Linked DNA regions of Danio rerio: region 2 is linked to region 1. The links are chromatin contacts, called in public Hi-C maps. All regions are on one chromosome and are shown on one strand. Each heading gives the region's core, a stretch centred on a gene start, on an enhancer-like site or on the middle of the called end of the contact. The rest is flanking DNA. Distances are from core to core; before and after follow the strand shown.

Region 1 (7,593 bases), core at 2,201-4,700:
CCCAATTCACCTATAGCGCATGCCTTTGGACTTCTGGAGGAAACCCACGCCAACACAGGGAGAACATGCAAACTCCACACAGAAACACCAACTGACCAAGCCGGGACTCAAACCAGCGAACTTCTTGCTGTGAGGCCACAGTGCTAACCACTGAGCCACTATGGCTGTCAACTTAAAAAACAGACAGACATGCTGGCAGAGAATGAGTTAAACTCTGTAAAAACAAATATGGTGAGTGTAACTCTTAGGATTATGATAATCTTTCTGTGAAGATGTGCTTTAACAATGCTGGCCTGTAAATCTGCCATCAGTCACTGTGTGAGGATTACAGCAGATGATGGAGGCGCTGCTGGAGTTAACACTAGTTATATGCACTGCACATTGCATAATGAATAAAATAGTAATGTGATTATATAGTGCATATATACATACAGTACACACACACACACACACACACACATACTGTACAGTACATACATTGCACCAGCAGGTCTTTTTTTTTTGACCCAGGCTTCTCCCAAAAGACATTAGGTTGATGTAGAAGAGGTTCGATTGTGGAAAATATATATTTTGCAGCTTTTATATTTGCATTTGAACAAAAAGTGGCATGTGCAAAATTATTCACACCCTTTGCAAACTATCCACCTGGGCTTATGCTTAATATTAAAAGAACACTCCACCCTTTGTAGAGTTATCTTACAAGTTTTCTACATTTAAAGAGTGTATTTTAACCATTTTTTAAATACATTTAGACAATTTTCTTCTGGCGCGGTCACTTTTAGCTTAGCTTAGCATAATGAATTGAATCGGATTAGACCGTTAGCATTTAATTCCAAAAATTTGAAAAAGTTTTGATAATTTTCCTATTTAAAGCTTTACATCATGAATTAAAGTCAACAAAGACATTAAAAATGACTATTTTCCACTCTAATATTACTAGGGTAATGATATTAATAGGGTAATAAATTATCAAGAAACAATGTGCTGGTGATATCAGACTGGAATTTTTCCCAAAATATGCCTTAATTTTCCTGTATTTGTCAGAAATGTAAGATTTGAAAGATGCAATTAAATATCAGTCTCTCTCTCTCTCTCTCTCTCTCTCTCTCTCTCTCTCTCTCTCTCTCTCTCTCTCTCTCTCTCTCTCTCTCTCTCTCTCACTCAGGTCATCTGGTGTCCATCACTCATGTTTATGCAGGACAAGGTAAGACTGATCATTCATATTATTATTGCCAGTAGTGCAATATGATGTGTTGCATTCACAATTAGGCATTTGTATTTCTTATTTAGTCCTATTGTGGAGTGTTTTTTTTTTCAACATAGTCCATTTTGCATTTTATTAACATAACGTTGCATTTTAACATTGCATTTTACTACAATGCATCCCATAATGCAATTCATAACCATAAATAAATTGAAAAAACACAGTTTTCTGAATAACTTAATAACTTGAAATTCGGACTTTATAACTCAATTCTGACTTAGTAACTCGCAATTCTGACTTAATAACTTAAAATTCTGACTTAATAACTCGCAATTCTGACTTAATAACTTAAAATTCTGACTTAATAACTCGCAATTCTGACTTAATAACTTAAAATTCTGACTTAATAACTCGCAATTCTGACTTAATAACTCGCAATTCTGACTTAATAACTCGCAATTCTGACTTAATAACTTAAAATTCTGACTTAATAACTCGCAATTCGGACCTAATAACTTGCAATTCTCACTTTATAACTCAATATTCTGATTTAATAACTCGAAATTCTGACTTTATAACTCGCAATTCTGACTTAATAACCCAAAATTCTGACTTAACTCACATTTCAGACTTAATTACTCGAAATTCGGACTTTATAACTAGCAATTCTGACTTTATGACCCAAAATTCTGACTTAACTGAAAATTCTGACTTTATAACTCGCAGTTCTGACTTAACTCAATATTCTGATTTAATAACTCAAAATTCTGACTTAATAACTTAAAATTCTGAATTTATAACTTGAAATTCTGACTTTATAACTCTAAATTCTGACTTAATACCTTGGAATTCTGACTTAATAACTCAATATTCTGACTTAATAACTTGAAATTCTGATTTAATAACTCAATATTCTGACTTTATAACTCAAAATTTTGACTTAATAACTCACAATTCTGACTTAATAACTTGAAATTCTCACTTTATAACTCAATATTCTGACTTTATAACTCGGAATTCTAAATTAACTCAAAATTCTGACTTAATAACTCAAAATTCTGACTTTATAGCTGAAAATTCTGATTTAATAACTCGAAATTCTGACTTTATAACTCGCAATTCTGACTAAATAACCCAAAATTCTGACTTAACTCGCAATTCAGACTTAATAACTCGAAATTCTGACTTTATAACTAGCAATTCGGACTTAATAACCCAAAATTCTGACTTAACTCGCAATTCAGATTTAATAACTCGCAATTCTGACTTAATAACTTGAAATTCTGACTTCATAACTCTAAATTCTGACTTAATAACTCAATATTCTGACTTAATAACTCAAAATTCTGACTTAACTCTAAATTCTGATTTAACTCAAAATTCTGATTTAACTCAAAATTCTGACTTAACTCTAAATTCTGACTTGACTCGAAATTCTGACTTAATAACTCGCAATTCTGACTTAATAACTTGAAATTCTCACTTTATAACTCAATATTCTGACTTTATAACTCGGAATTCTGACTTAACTCAAAATACTGACTTAATAACTCAATATTCTTACTTTATAGCTGAAAATTCTGATTTAATAACTCGAAATTCTGACTTTATAACTCGCAATTCTGACTTAATAACCCAAAATTCTGACTTAACTCGCAATTCAGACTTAATACCTCGAAATTTGGACTTTATGACTAGCAATTCTGACTTTATGACCCAAAATTCTGACTTAACTGAAAATTCTGACTTTATAACTCGCAGTTCTGTCTTAACTCAATATTCTGATTTAATAACTCAAAATTCTGACTTAACTCAATATTCTGATTTAACTCAAAATTCTGAATTAATAACTTGAAATTCTGACTTCATAACTCTAAATTCTGACTTTATATCTCAATATTCTGATTTAATAACTCAAAATTCTGACTTAACTCTAAATTCTGACTTGACTCGAAATTCTGACTTAATAACTCAAAATTCTGACTTTACAGCTGAAAATTCTGACTTTTTTAACTCACAATTCTGACTTAACTTGCAATTCAGACTTTATAACTTAAAATTTAGACGTAATAACTCAAAATTCAGACTTTATAGCACAGAATTCTGACTTAATAATTTTTTTAACATTGTATTTATTTATTTATTTTTCTTCAGTTACAGGAACAGGCTTCCATATCCGATCTGTGTCACATGACTACAGAAAAAATCAGAATTGGGTCACTTGAACATGCAGTGTGAATGCAGCCTATTTCAATCTACTGAAATATCAATTAAAGTCACTTTGTTTGATTTTAGAAATCAAAAGTTGACAGAGCAGATGAGTAATGCATCCCATAATCTATTTAATAACTGTAAATAAATTGAAAAAACACAGTGAATCAAAAAACATAATGCGTAAAATATGAATGAACTGATATTTGCTGCACGGTGCATTGAATATAATGATCTGAGGTCTCAGTGGGAGAGCAGGCTGTGGACTCTGCAATAATGTGTGTCTTTGTGTTTGCTCTCATGACTGTATTTGATAACTGTGTGTTTGGGCGACGCTGTAAATAAAGGCCTTGTTCTGCGCACACACACACACACACACACAAACACCATCATCTGCATCAGCCAAACTCATGCTGATGAGGATGTGGAGGACTTTAGAAATGTGTTGGTCTTAAAATATGCAGTGTTTGTCACACGTTTCTGACACCTACAGCTCTTATTGTTCCTCTCACTAACAAACTGTGCTGTGAACTTTTCTGCTGTGCTTCTAATAGACCTGCTGAGGCTTTAAAATACTAAACATTGGTTATGGTTAGCACTGTGGCCTCACAGCAACAATTTAGCATACCCAATTCCCCTATAACACATGTGTTTGGACTGCGGGGGAAACCAGAGCACCCGGAGGAAACCCACACGGGGAGAACATGCAAACTCCACACAGAAACACCAACTAACCTAGCTGGGACTCAAACCAGTGACCTTCTTGCTGTCAGGCGATCATGCTACCCACTGTGCCACCGTGATGTCCCATTAATAAATAAATAATAATAATATAATAAACTTATAATAAACTTTATTTTTGTATAGCCCTTATATATATATATATATATATATATATATATATATATATATATATATATATATATATATATATATATATATATATATATATATATATATATATATATATATATATATATATAGGGCGAGGCAGTGGCACAGTAGGTAGTGCTCAGAAGGTCGCCGGGTTGCTGGTTCGAACCTCGGCTCAGTTGGTGTTTCTGTGTGGAGTTTGCATGTTCTCCCTGCCTTCGCATGGGTTTCCTCCGTGTGCTCCGGTTTCCCCCACAGTCCAAAGACATGTGGTACAGGTGAATTGGGTAGGCTAAATTGTTCATAGTGTATGAGTGTGTGTGTAATGTGTGTGTGGATGTTTCCCAGAGATGGGTTGCGGCTGGAAGGGCATCCGCTGCGTAAAAACTTGCTGGATAAGTTGGCGATTCATTCCGCTGTGGTGACCCCGGATTAATAAAGGGACTAAGCCGACAAGAAATGAATGAATGAATATATATATATATATATACTACTCAAAAAATAAAGGGGGCACTTGGAGTTCTTTTTATTGTTTTGAGCAGTGCAATATGTCTTTAATTAATCATGAAATCTTATTATACAGTATAAAATATTATAAAATATATGTAAATATAAATGTTGCGATTAACCTTTGCGATTAACCTTTGTCCAGCACTAATATATATATATATATATATATATATATATATAGAGTTAAAGTCAGAGTTATTCGCCCCCCTGTTTATTTTTTTCTCCAATTTCTGTTTAACAGGGTGCAGATTTTTTCAGCACATTTCTAATCATAATAGTTTTTATAAGTCATCTCTAATAACTGATTTATTTTATCTTTGCCATGATAACAGTAAATAATATAATAATAATAATAATAATAATAATTCATTTTATTTGTAAATGGCGCCTTTCTAGACACCCAAGGTCGCCTTACAATAAGCATTAGCAGACATGCTGAAACAAATGAAACATTACTAAAAGCAATCATATTAGACTAGTGTTACGCCCTCGAGGCGAAACAAGAAAAAAAAGAGGGGGAAGCCAAAAGTCACGTTTTCAAAAGTTTATTTTAAGCCCACTGTGACTTAACATTAGGCAAAACACCCCGCCAACTCGCACGCCGCTGGTCTCCGTCCAACCCTTAGCCGGAAGAGTCTCCCAAACAGTGGCAGGACGCTGATAAAAGAGCGCACACTTAGACTCAGGTGTTCCCCATCCACCTGATAATGCCGCGGCATAGATATATACATTAGATGTCGCCTGGCCTATTGTTGTCTATTGGACGGAATGCGTCAATAGCGCCGCCATCTTGCTACAGGGTAGCGCTCCTTTGAAATGAATGCGGGACCAAGGTACAGTGGAGGACTGTGGCTATCCAAAGCCAGAGATATACACATATACACATATATCTATGATCGGGAGTTTTCCTGGATGTTAGTGTGTAATTTTTTTTTCTAATTACAAAATTTATAATTTTACATCACTTTTCTACATTGATGGATCACATCACATCAAAAGTTCAGAACATACAAAAACAGAAAAAACTTAATATTACCTATGAAATGTTCTGCCTTTGTGCTTTGTTTTCTTTGTTTTCTCGTTACTACACCCGTAGACAGCGCTAAAGTCCCACATCTTCATGTAATAACACTGTGTTGTCTAGTGCGGTTGAATGACATTTGTCCTGGGAGCACTGTACCAATATGGCGGCGCTATTGACGCATGCTCAGGGTCCCTATGCGATATCTAGTGTATATATCTATGATGCCGCACAATGTTACAGCGCATCTGTAGAGGGAGCAAAACAGACACACAAACAGACACGGCAAACAAATGACAGCGCATTAGGCGTCACACTAGATCAGTGGTGCTCAACACTGTTCCTGGAGATCGACCTTCCTGCAAAGTTCAGCTCCAACCCTGAACAAACACACCTGAACCAATTAATTAGGACCTGAACAGCACTTGATAATTACAGGCAGGTGTATTTGATATGGGTTGCAACTGAAATCTGCAGGGAGGTCGATCTCCAGGAACAGGGTTGGTCACACCTACACTAGATATTCTTCAAGACACTTCTACACAGCTTTTAAGTGACATTTAAAGGCTTCACTAGGGTAATTAGGGTAACTAGGCAGGTTAGGGTAATTAGGCAGGTTATTGTATAATGATGGTTTGTTCTGTAGACTATCGAGGAAAATATAGCTTAAAGGGGCTAATAATATTGAGCTTAAAATGAATTAAAAAAATGTAAAAACTGCTTTTATTCTAGCCAAAATAAGACTTTCTCCAGAAGTTTTTTTTGTTTTTATCAGACATACTGTGCTCTGGTAAAAATCATTTGGAAATATTTTAAAAAAGAAGAAAAAAAAAAAAAAACGAAGGGGGCGAATAATTCTGACTTCAGCTATAAAGATAACTGTGTAATATTAATATATTAATGAGTGTGTGTGTGTGTGTGCAGAACTGCAGTGTGTTTTGACTGTAATGCAGTAATAATGTGCACCTTTTATAAAGCTGTATGGAAGGATAATTATTGTGTAAGGAGCTATACAAGTAAAATTGAATTAGTAAAAATAATCCAGAGCTATAATAATCAGCGCTGTTTACTCTCTTGCCTTTGACTGATGCATGCATGTTGTTTTTTATTATTTATATTTTAGTATTACTTTTAAATATATTTAATTGTATTTTTAATACCAGTTATTTTTAGTTTTATTGTCTAGTTTATTTTATTGTAAAGCACTTTGGATCAACTACGGTTGTGTTAAATTGTGCTCTATAAATAAAGTTTGCCTTGCCTTGCCTTGCCTATGGAAGGATAATTATTGTGTAAGGAGCTATACAAGTAAAATTGAATTAGTAAAAATAATTCAGAGCTATAATAATCAGCGCTGTGTGTGTGTGTGTGTGTGTGTGTTCAGGTGCTGTGGTTCTGCAGATCAGCTGTTTCTCCGAGGCCGAGCGGATCTACATGTTGGCCAAAGACGTCAGCATCAGTGGGAAACAGCTCTGCTCGCTGGTCATCCCTGAGATCCTGGTGCGCAAAACACACACACACACACACACACACACAATATATATATATATACAACACACACACACACACACACACACACACAGAGGATACATACAGTACAGCACCTTAAGCTGAACACTAGTGTCTTGCTAAATAACTAGAAGATAGTATTTGTTACTAATAACACTTGCTCTGATGGTTTGTTTAAAACTGCAACAAAACGGTTGACATTTTACATGCCATTTTTAGAGTTTTCATCCACATTCTGACTATTTAAATCCCTTTTTCAGAGATT
Region 2 (7,593 bases), core at 1,472-3,971, 56 kb before region 1:
AAAAATCTATTATAGATTCTCAAAATAGCAACGCGCCAGCGGCCCGCCTCAGAACGCCTCCCTTTATAGAGCAGAACGCCTATGGGCGCACAAATGAGCGCAAATGCATTTGCTGTTTAAACAGCGTAGCGCAACGCCTCAAAACCACTCTTGCGCCAAGCTGAAACTAGCAAACAAGTAATGCGCCGCGCCTTACTGCGCCACATTGCGCCAGGTGTATGATAGGGTCCATTATGTCTAATATACAGTATCTAATATATTGTAGCATGTTACTAAAGGTTTAAGACAGTTCTGTGTTCTTCGGTTCCTTACAATATATTTCATATATAATATTATGCAACAGAATATTAATTGAAAATCACAACATTTCAATGTACTATCTTGGTCACATCTGTATCAAGGCACATATAGACATGATTTGGCTACATGCGATAAAATTACTAAAAGCTGCTAAGCATTCATCAGTCTTTGGTAGCTCAATTAGATAGGTCACAGGTTGACTTCTTCGCGTCTCTTTTCTTAGTAGGTTCGAATCCCACGTACGAGTTTTGTGTATGTAGCCTGATTTTTAAAAAATTCTGTTTAAAATAAAATTGGGGGAAGACTGTGATTTATAATGTAGGCTATTTAGCGGAACGTCGTTGTCATTTAGAGCTATTCTGAGAAAATATCACAGGATAACACGAGTCATATGGGACTCTATTATATTCTGTTGCATAATATTATATATGAAATATATATTAGATATATTAGACATAATATGTTGCAATGATCCAATCAGTGACTCCGCATAATCTGAGGGCCTCGGGATGAGTTTCCCCAGGTGAAAATAGAGAATAAAGAGAATAATTAGCGTAGCTGCTGTTCATAGTGTATATAAACAAGATGCAGAAACTTGTGTGGAAACCTGCTAAGTGATGCATTGAGTGTGTGCTTTACTAAACAGACAGGTCTTTAATCTAGTTTTGAACTGAGAGAGTGTGTCTGACCCTCAGATATTATCAGGAAGGCTATTCCAGAGTGTAGGAGCCATAAATGAGAAGGCTCGACCTCCTTTAGTAGACTTTGCTATTCTAGGTACTACCAGAAGCCCTGAGTTTTGAGATCTTAAAGAGCGAGTTGGATTGTAGCGAGACAGAAGGTTGGTTAGATAAACAGGAGCTCGATTATTTAGAGCTTTATAGGTGAGAAGTAATATTTTAAATTCAATATGAAACTGAACAGGCAGCCAGTGTAAGGAGGAGAACATTGAGGTGATATGATCATGTTTTCTAGAGCTGTAAGATCTCTGGCTGCTGCATTTTGTACTGGCTGAAGTTTATTAATAGAGGATGCTGGGCAGCCAGCAAACAGAGCATTACGCCTGTTTCACACCGCAAGCGTCAGCGGCGCGTGAGCAGAGCGTGAGCAGCGCGTATGTCGAGCAGTAGCAGCACGCAGGCGTTTGTCTTTCACACCAGCTGCGTCTGCAGCGCGCAGCTCTTCGGCAGCTGCTGCAGAGATCAATTCTGATCTATCTGTCTATTCTATCTATCCATGTCTCTCTATATACAAATACACTTTTTAAACTTTTCATCTGCACCAAGGGCCCTCCTATGCTGTTTCTTTAACCTGCAAATGTTTATTTTACAAATTTTATAGATCAAATAGTACTGTATGCTTCTCAAGCTAACTTATATGAGAAGTGTCTACTGTCAGAAGACAATCGCCTGTGATATCGTGTCATTTGTTTTTTGATTGTCAGGTTGCTGTAGACCTAGTTATAATCATATTTATACAATATAGTTATAATGATATTTATACATGATCAAACTAGTGTTGCTTTCTCCGCTTCAGTGCTGTCCAGCGGCAGAATAACAGCTCGTTAATTCATGCTCGTGCAGAGGATGAGACGGACGAAAGTAACCAACGCATGCCATTCTTTTACTTATTTTCGTGTTGTCAGATTCACAGTGCAAACAGCTCCCGGTAGGAATAACTCGAGTGAACATAAAACAAAGCCGATTAAAACTTTCTTCCTCTGCTCAACTGCACAGAACACAGCGAGCTCACATCATCCAGCATGCGTGCCGAACTACACTACCCACAATACACTTCGCCATGGACTACAAATCCCGTAAATATTCTATTTCCCCTCTCCTGCAACACTAGTGTGCAACTTAAGCAAAACTGACACTAAAATTGTTTTACATTTGGTTTTGTAGTTCGGGCCTAAATAAATGTTTGTTGCCGTTTTTAATCGTTTTAAGTTAATTTGAATGACTATATATAAACCATTTGACATTATTAACGCATTTATTGGGTAAAATTGCTTCTTTTTACTGTCATTCAATGTGTTTTGGTCATTATAAATGCACTGTCACTTTAATTGCGCGTGAGCAGCGCGTCAAAAATAGACCCAGCGCCGAAACTATCGCTGCACTGCTGCTTCGGCGACGCTCACGCCTCGCTCTGACGCGCTGCTGACGCTTGCGGTGTGAAACAGGCGTTACAGTAATCCAGCCTAGAGCTCATAAAAGCATGGACTAGCTTTTCTGCATCTGAGATGGATAGCATACCTCGTAATTTAGCCAGTTTTAAAAGTTTTGGCATGTAAAGAATCATGCAGCATTTAAAAAAGACACCACATACTGTACATGCAGCTTTAGCAGCGACAGTGGCTGACACGGTCTATTTTAATGAGATGCATATAAATACGGCTTGCCACAGCTGCGGCTCCTGCTATGAGTGTGAGTGTGTTTGTGTGTGTGTGTGTGTCCGGAGCTCTACTACAGGCGGAAGTTACAGTCTCTTGTGTTAGTGAAGGTTTACACTGCTGAAAGAGTGAAAAGCGGAGTAAATAAAAGCTCATCCACAGCTGTGCGTTCTGAAGACTCGCTACAGGATCCGTGTGGACGCGGCGGTTCATCTCTCCTGCTGCTGAACTCTGGCAGACTGGCACATTGATTGAGTTTAACACGGTCAGACACCGGAGCTTTCACGGGGAAACCAGGGTAAAACGCGCGTTCTGTCACACTGATTCACTGTAGCGCGTTTCCGACTCTCGGCGATTCACTGTGGCGTGGTGAATCGGTTGAGTTGAACACATATGTGACTCCCACGACACTGGATCTCCTGCACTGGAAGCGATGGCAGACAGCGGGCGGGTGAAGCTCGACAGCCCGAGCTCAAGCCCCGCGCCCGCGCGGAAAAAGGCGCAGCAGTCGCCCGGCTCGAAGGCGCGGTACTCGGTCAACGCTCCAGGTCACTGCTTTCGGAAAGTCACGCTCACCAAACCGACCTTCTGCCATCACTGCAGCGACTTCATCTGGGGCATCGTCGGGTTTGTTTGTGAAGGTGAGACGCTGGTGCTCGACATCATTCATTCAGCTCAACATGTCAACAATATTGTCCTGCAGAAGCGTGCTGTTCTGCTGTCAGTGCTGGAGAATACTGTGGTGATTTGGCGTATAGCAGTGGATGATACTCATGCATTTGGGTTATAGGGATTTGGATGCATTTTGGGTTTAGACATCCACTCTAAAATCCCACTCTTTGTAAATAAACCACTTGATTAACAAGTGCCATTTTAATTAGTTCATTAAAATATGACCCCATGGTCAGGTTTGCTTGTGAAGGTGAGATGCTGGTGCTCCACATCTTTCATTCAGATCAACATGTCAACAATATTGACGTGCAAAAGCGTGCTGTTCTGCTGTCTGTAGTCTACCAGAGAATACTGTGGTAATTTGACGTATAGCAGTGGGTGATACTCATGCATCTTGCCTTATCTAGACATTTATTTTTATTGTTAATGCTTTTTTTAAATCCAAATGTCGGCTAAAATATGAACAAACCCAGATGTTGTGTTAATTTGAGATTTTTAGTAGAGAATACTGTGGATGATATTTACATCTGAATGCTTTATGGGTCATTATGTGCCTTGCAAAAACATGCCATGGTATTATTATTTTAGACAATGCTAATTTGTTGAAGGTATGCCATAGCATTGGACCATTCTCACAGTCTGCATGTCTGGGTCATTTAAACATTTAATTTCACTATAAAAATATGCTTTGCAGCAAAAAAGGGTTGGTTTGTGAAGGTGAGATGCTGGTGTTCCACATCTTTCATTCAGATCAACATGTCAACAATATTGTCTTGCAGAAGCTAATTAATTCTGCTGTCAGTGCTAGAGAATACTGTGGTAATTTGGTGTATACAGTGTATGATAATCATGCATTTGGGTTATAGGCATTTGGATGTATTTTGGGTTTAGTTACTGTTTGTAAATAAACCACTTGATTAACAAGTGCCATTTTAATTAGTTCATTAAAAATGACCCCATCATTGGGTTTATTTGTGAAGGTGAGATGCTGGTGCTCCACATCTTTCATTCAGATCAACATGTCAACAATATTGATGTGCAAAAGTGTGCTGTTCTGCTGTCAGTGCTAGAGAATACTGTGGTTATTTGGTGTATACAGTGGATGATACTCATGCATTTGGATTATTTAGGCATTTGGATGCATTTTAGGTTTAGAAATTCACTCTAAAATCCCACTGTTTGCAAATAAACCACTTGATTAACAAGTGCCATCATCATTTTTAATCATCATTAAAAAGAACCCATCATCAGGTTTATTTGTGAAGGTGAGATGCTGATGCTCCACATCTTTCATTCAGATCAACATGTCAACAATATTGTCTTGCAGAAGCGTGCTGTTCTGCTGTCTGTAGTCTACCAGAGAATACTGTGGTGATTTGGTGTTTAGAGTGGATGATACTCATGCATTTTGGGGTTATTTAGTCATTTAAATGCATTTTGGGTCATTTAGACATTTAATTTTATTCTTACAAATAATATATTATTATATATGGACAAACCCAATGTTTTGTTTTGTTTTAACAAGCGTGCTGTGAGCACATTTCACACGGCATGATTTGAATCGCCGACAGCTCCAGATATTCAGCACGCCGAATATCTCACAGATGTCAGCGATTCTCTCAGATTGTGTCTTTGATAGTTCACACAGTGTGATTGTCACCCGCTTGAACGAGCACCGATTTGCTTGATCATCATGACAAGGAATCAGTGCTTGCAAACATCCTGATCGGAGCATGTCTAGTCTGGTTGCGAAGGTGAGATGCCGGTGCTGGACGTGGAACTTGGGGACAGCTGTATTTCACACAGCACCGGTAATTCCACCCAACATCCCCATAACGGGATTCATTAAAACTACCTGATGATTATCGATTCGTTTCTGAAGCCCTAAAAACAACCCAGCATCTCTTTCAGATTCTGATCCAAATGGACATCTCCACTAGTTTTGATTGACCGGTTATGATCTGTGGATGTGGGAATGAAGGAGGCGGATGGTAGTAAATAGATGGAGGATGTCCAGCATCTCTCCCTCTCTCCGTCTCTCGTCCACATCGACCGCTCATTTGTCCACTAACCGGAGAAGACAGATTGCTGCAGATCGATGCACACACTCCTGCTGTCGGACAGGAATCTGGGATTGACTATAGTCACACTTTGATGAGGTCTGTGTGATTGATGGAGGACAGGCAGACGGGATTTACTCTCCTCCTTCTGTCTGTTTGTTTCTTTACCGAGCAGCTCAGTCGGCTGAAGAATTAGCGAGTAACTGTTTAGAGCAGGGCGATACGGTGGTTCACTGTGGCCTTACAGCAAGAAGGTCACCGGTTCGAGTCTCAGCTGGGTCAGTTGGTGTTTCTGTGTGGAGTTTGCATGTTCTCCCCATGTTGGCATTGGTTTCCCCCATAGTCCAAACACATGCGCTATAGGAGGGTTAATGAACTACGTTGGCCGTAGTGTATATGTGTGTGTGTGAATAAGTGTTTGCCAGTGATGGGTTGCAGCTGGAAGGGTATCCGCTGTGTAAAACATATGCTGGAATAGTTGGCGGTTCATTCCACTGTGGTGACCTTTGAAAAATAACAAACTAAGCTGAAGGAAAATGAGCGAGAGTTCTGGAGTTGAATACACTAATAAAGGTGCTGGCTTGTTTTAACCCAACAGCTGGGTCAAATAAGGACAAAATAAATATTGGGTAATTTGGGTTAAGCTAAGCTTTTGGGTTGACACAACAATGGGTTAAAAATAACTCGGCTTTTGTAAAGTACAATAGAGGTCTTGTGAGCTGAGCATTATTTATTTCCTGAATTATTTGAGCGTCATCTTCACTGTGTGGATATTTATAACATTACATCACTGCCTCCTTTAACTTTCATTTAAAACACGAAACACACCCTCTCTTTCACTGAATATCACTGTTAATAATCGATAATGGCCATTATTAAAGTATAACGTACAGTACGTTTGTACATTAATAGGAAATAAAGGCAAGCGATCAGTCAGTATACAGGATGTACGTAGATACATTAATTATTAATTTATCTTTGCGCTCAGCCAAAACACGTTACCTGTGAACAAGTGACAGATTCAGAAAATAAGTCAGGGAATATGTCATTAGATAAAAGCCCCTTTCACACAGTGATACCGGTAAATATCCGGAAAATTTCCGGAACGACTTTACCGGTATATTGAAAAAAGCGCTGTTCACACAGACGAGGACGTTACGGAAATTTTCGGGAAAAGAGCATTCACACATCCATTCCAAAATACCGGTAAATTCTGACATCATTCACCACAAATGAGCTGTAAACGGCTGCGCTTGTGTTTGTAAACATTTGACTACATCACAAACTCTTCGGATGGATCAGTATTGAGTAGAACTCCAATGAAAACATATGGAGGAACACTTTCACATGTCGAGATGTTCATGATATGTGTGTGTGCTGGCGCTATGGGCGCTCACGGGCACACGCAAAGCTTGAAGGTAAACAAACAACGGATTACCATAAACATTTTATCCATGATTATTTACACAGCATTAAGAAGAACACATAAACGTGATCTGACTAACTTCTAGCAGCTAAATGTGTCTGGAAAAAATATTCAAAGGCTTTTATTCTCATAAACCGCGCGGACGTAAATGCGTCTGACTGTTGTGATTGGCTAAAGCAGACGTCTCACGTCAGCCCGTTCTAGACGTGCACACGCTTATTACGGTAATCTTCCTTCTGCATTCACACAGCGCAGCATTCCGGCAAATTACCGGTAATGTTACAACTTCTCTTTCCGGAAAATAGCCAGAACGAATTTACCGGTATTTTCAAAAAGGACCTGTTCACACATACAAGCTTTCCGGAAAATTGCCGGTAATTTTCCGGAAAGGCCTGTATGTGTGAAAGGGGCTAAAGACAACAAGATGAATCAAATATCACGTTTAGCAAATATAGTGAGATTAGATCCAGCGGGAGATGCTTGATGAGCAGTCCGACCAGCACAGCTCTCATCTGGGTAGATATGCTGCAGCGCATTTCAGAGAGTGTGTGTGTGTGTGTGTGTGTGTGTGTGTGTGTGTGTGTGTATTATGGTTCTTCTGAGAGTGCCAGTTTAGGTTCAGTTCAACACAGTGGCGTAGCGGACGGGCCCCGCATGATTAGGAGGCCCTGCGTCATCGCGATTATCAATAATTGAAAATCTGGCAACCGCAATAATCAAACCCCTGGGAACAACTGTGG

Evidence for each region. Hi-C and Micro-C count contacts between places; a contact is called where the count stands out from the background.
Region 2: a contact with region 1 is called in a Hi-C map of an unstated tissue, with 2.7 times the contacts expected there. The contact joins the promoter of dgkq here to the enhancer-like site in region 1. A contact is called at or near these places in 3 of 18 Hi-C or Micro-C datasets (caudal fin, hematopoietic stem cells and an unstated tissue).

What each region holds. Positions count from the first base shown.
Region 1 is chr14:57,580,323-57,587,915 of GRCz12tu, reverse strand. It overlaps dgkq (diacylglycerol kinase theta), which reads left to right. Exons shown (of 23, transcript XM_073922337.1): 14 at 1,166-1,204; 15 at 7,204-7,319. Among named protein-coding and RNA genes, the nearest start is that of dgkq, 56 kb to the left of the region's middle. Within about 2 kb of position 3,450, at least 3 of the 62 cell types and tissues checked have an H3K27ac peak or open chromatin away from gene starts, as enhancers often do.
Region 2 is chr14:57,635,144-57,642,736 of GRCz12tu, reverse strand. It overlaps dgkq (diacylglycerol kinase theta), which reads left to right and starts at 2,721. Exons shown (of 23, transcript XM_073922337.1): 1 at 2,721-3,336. The coding sequence starts at 3,129.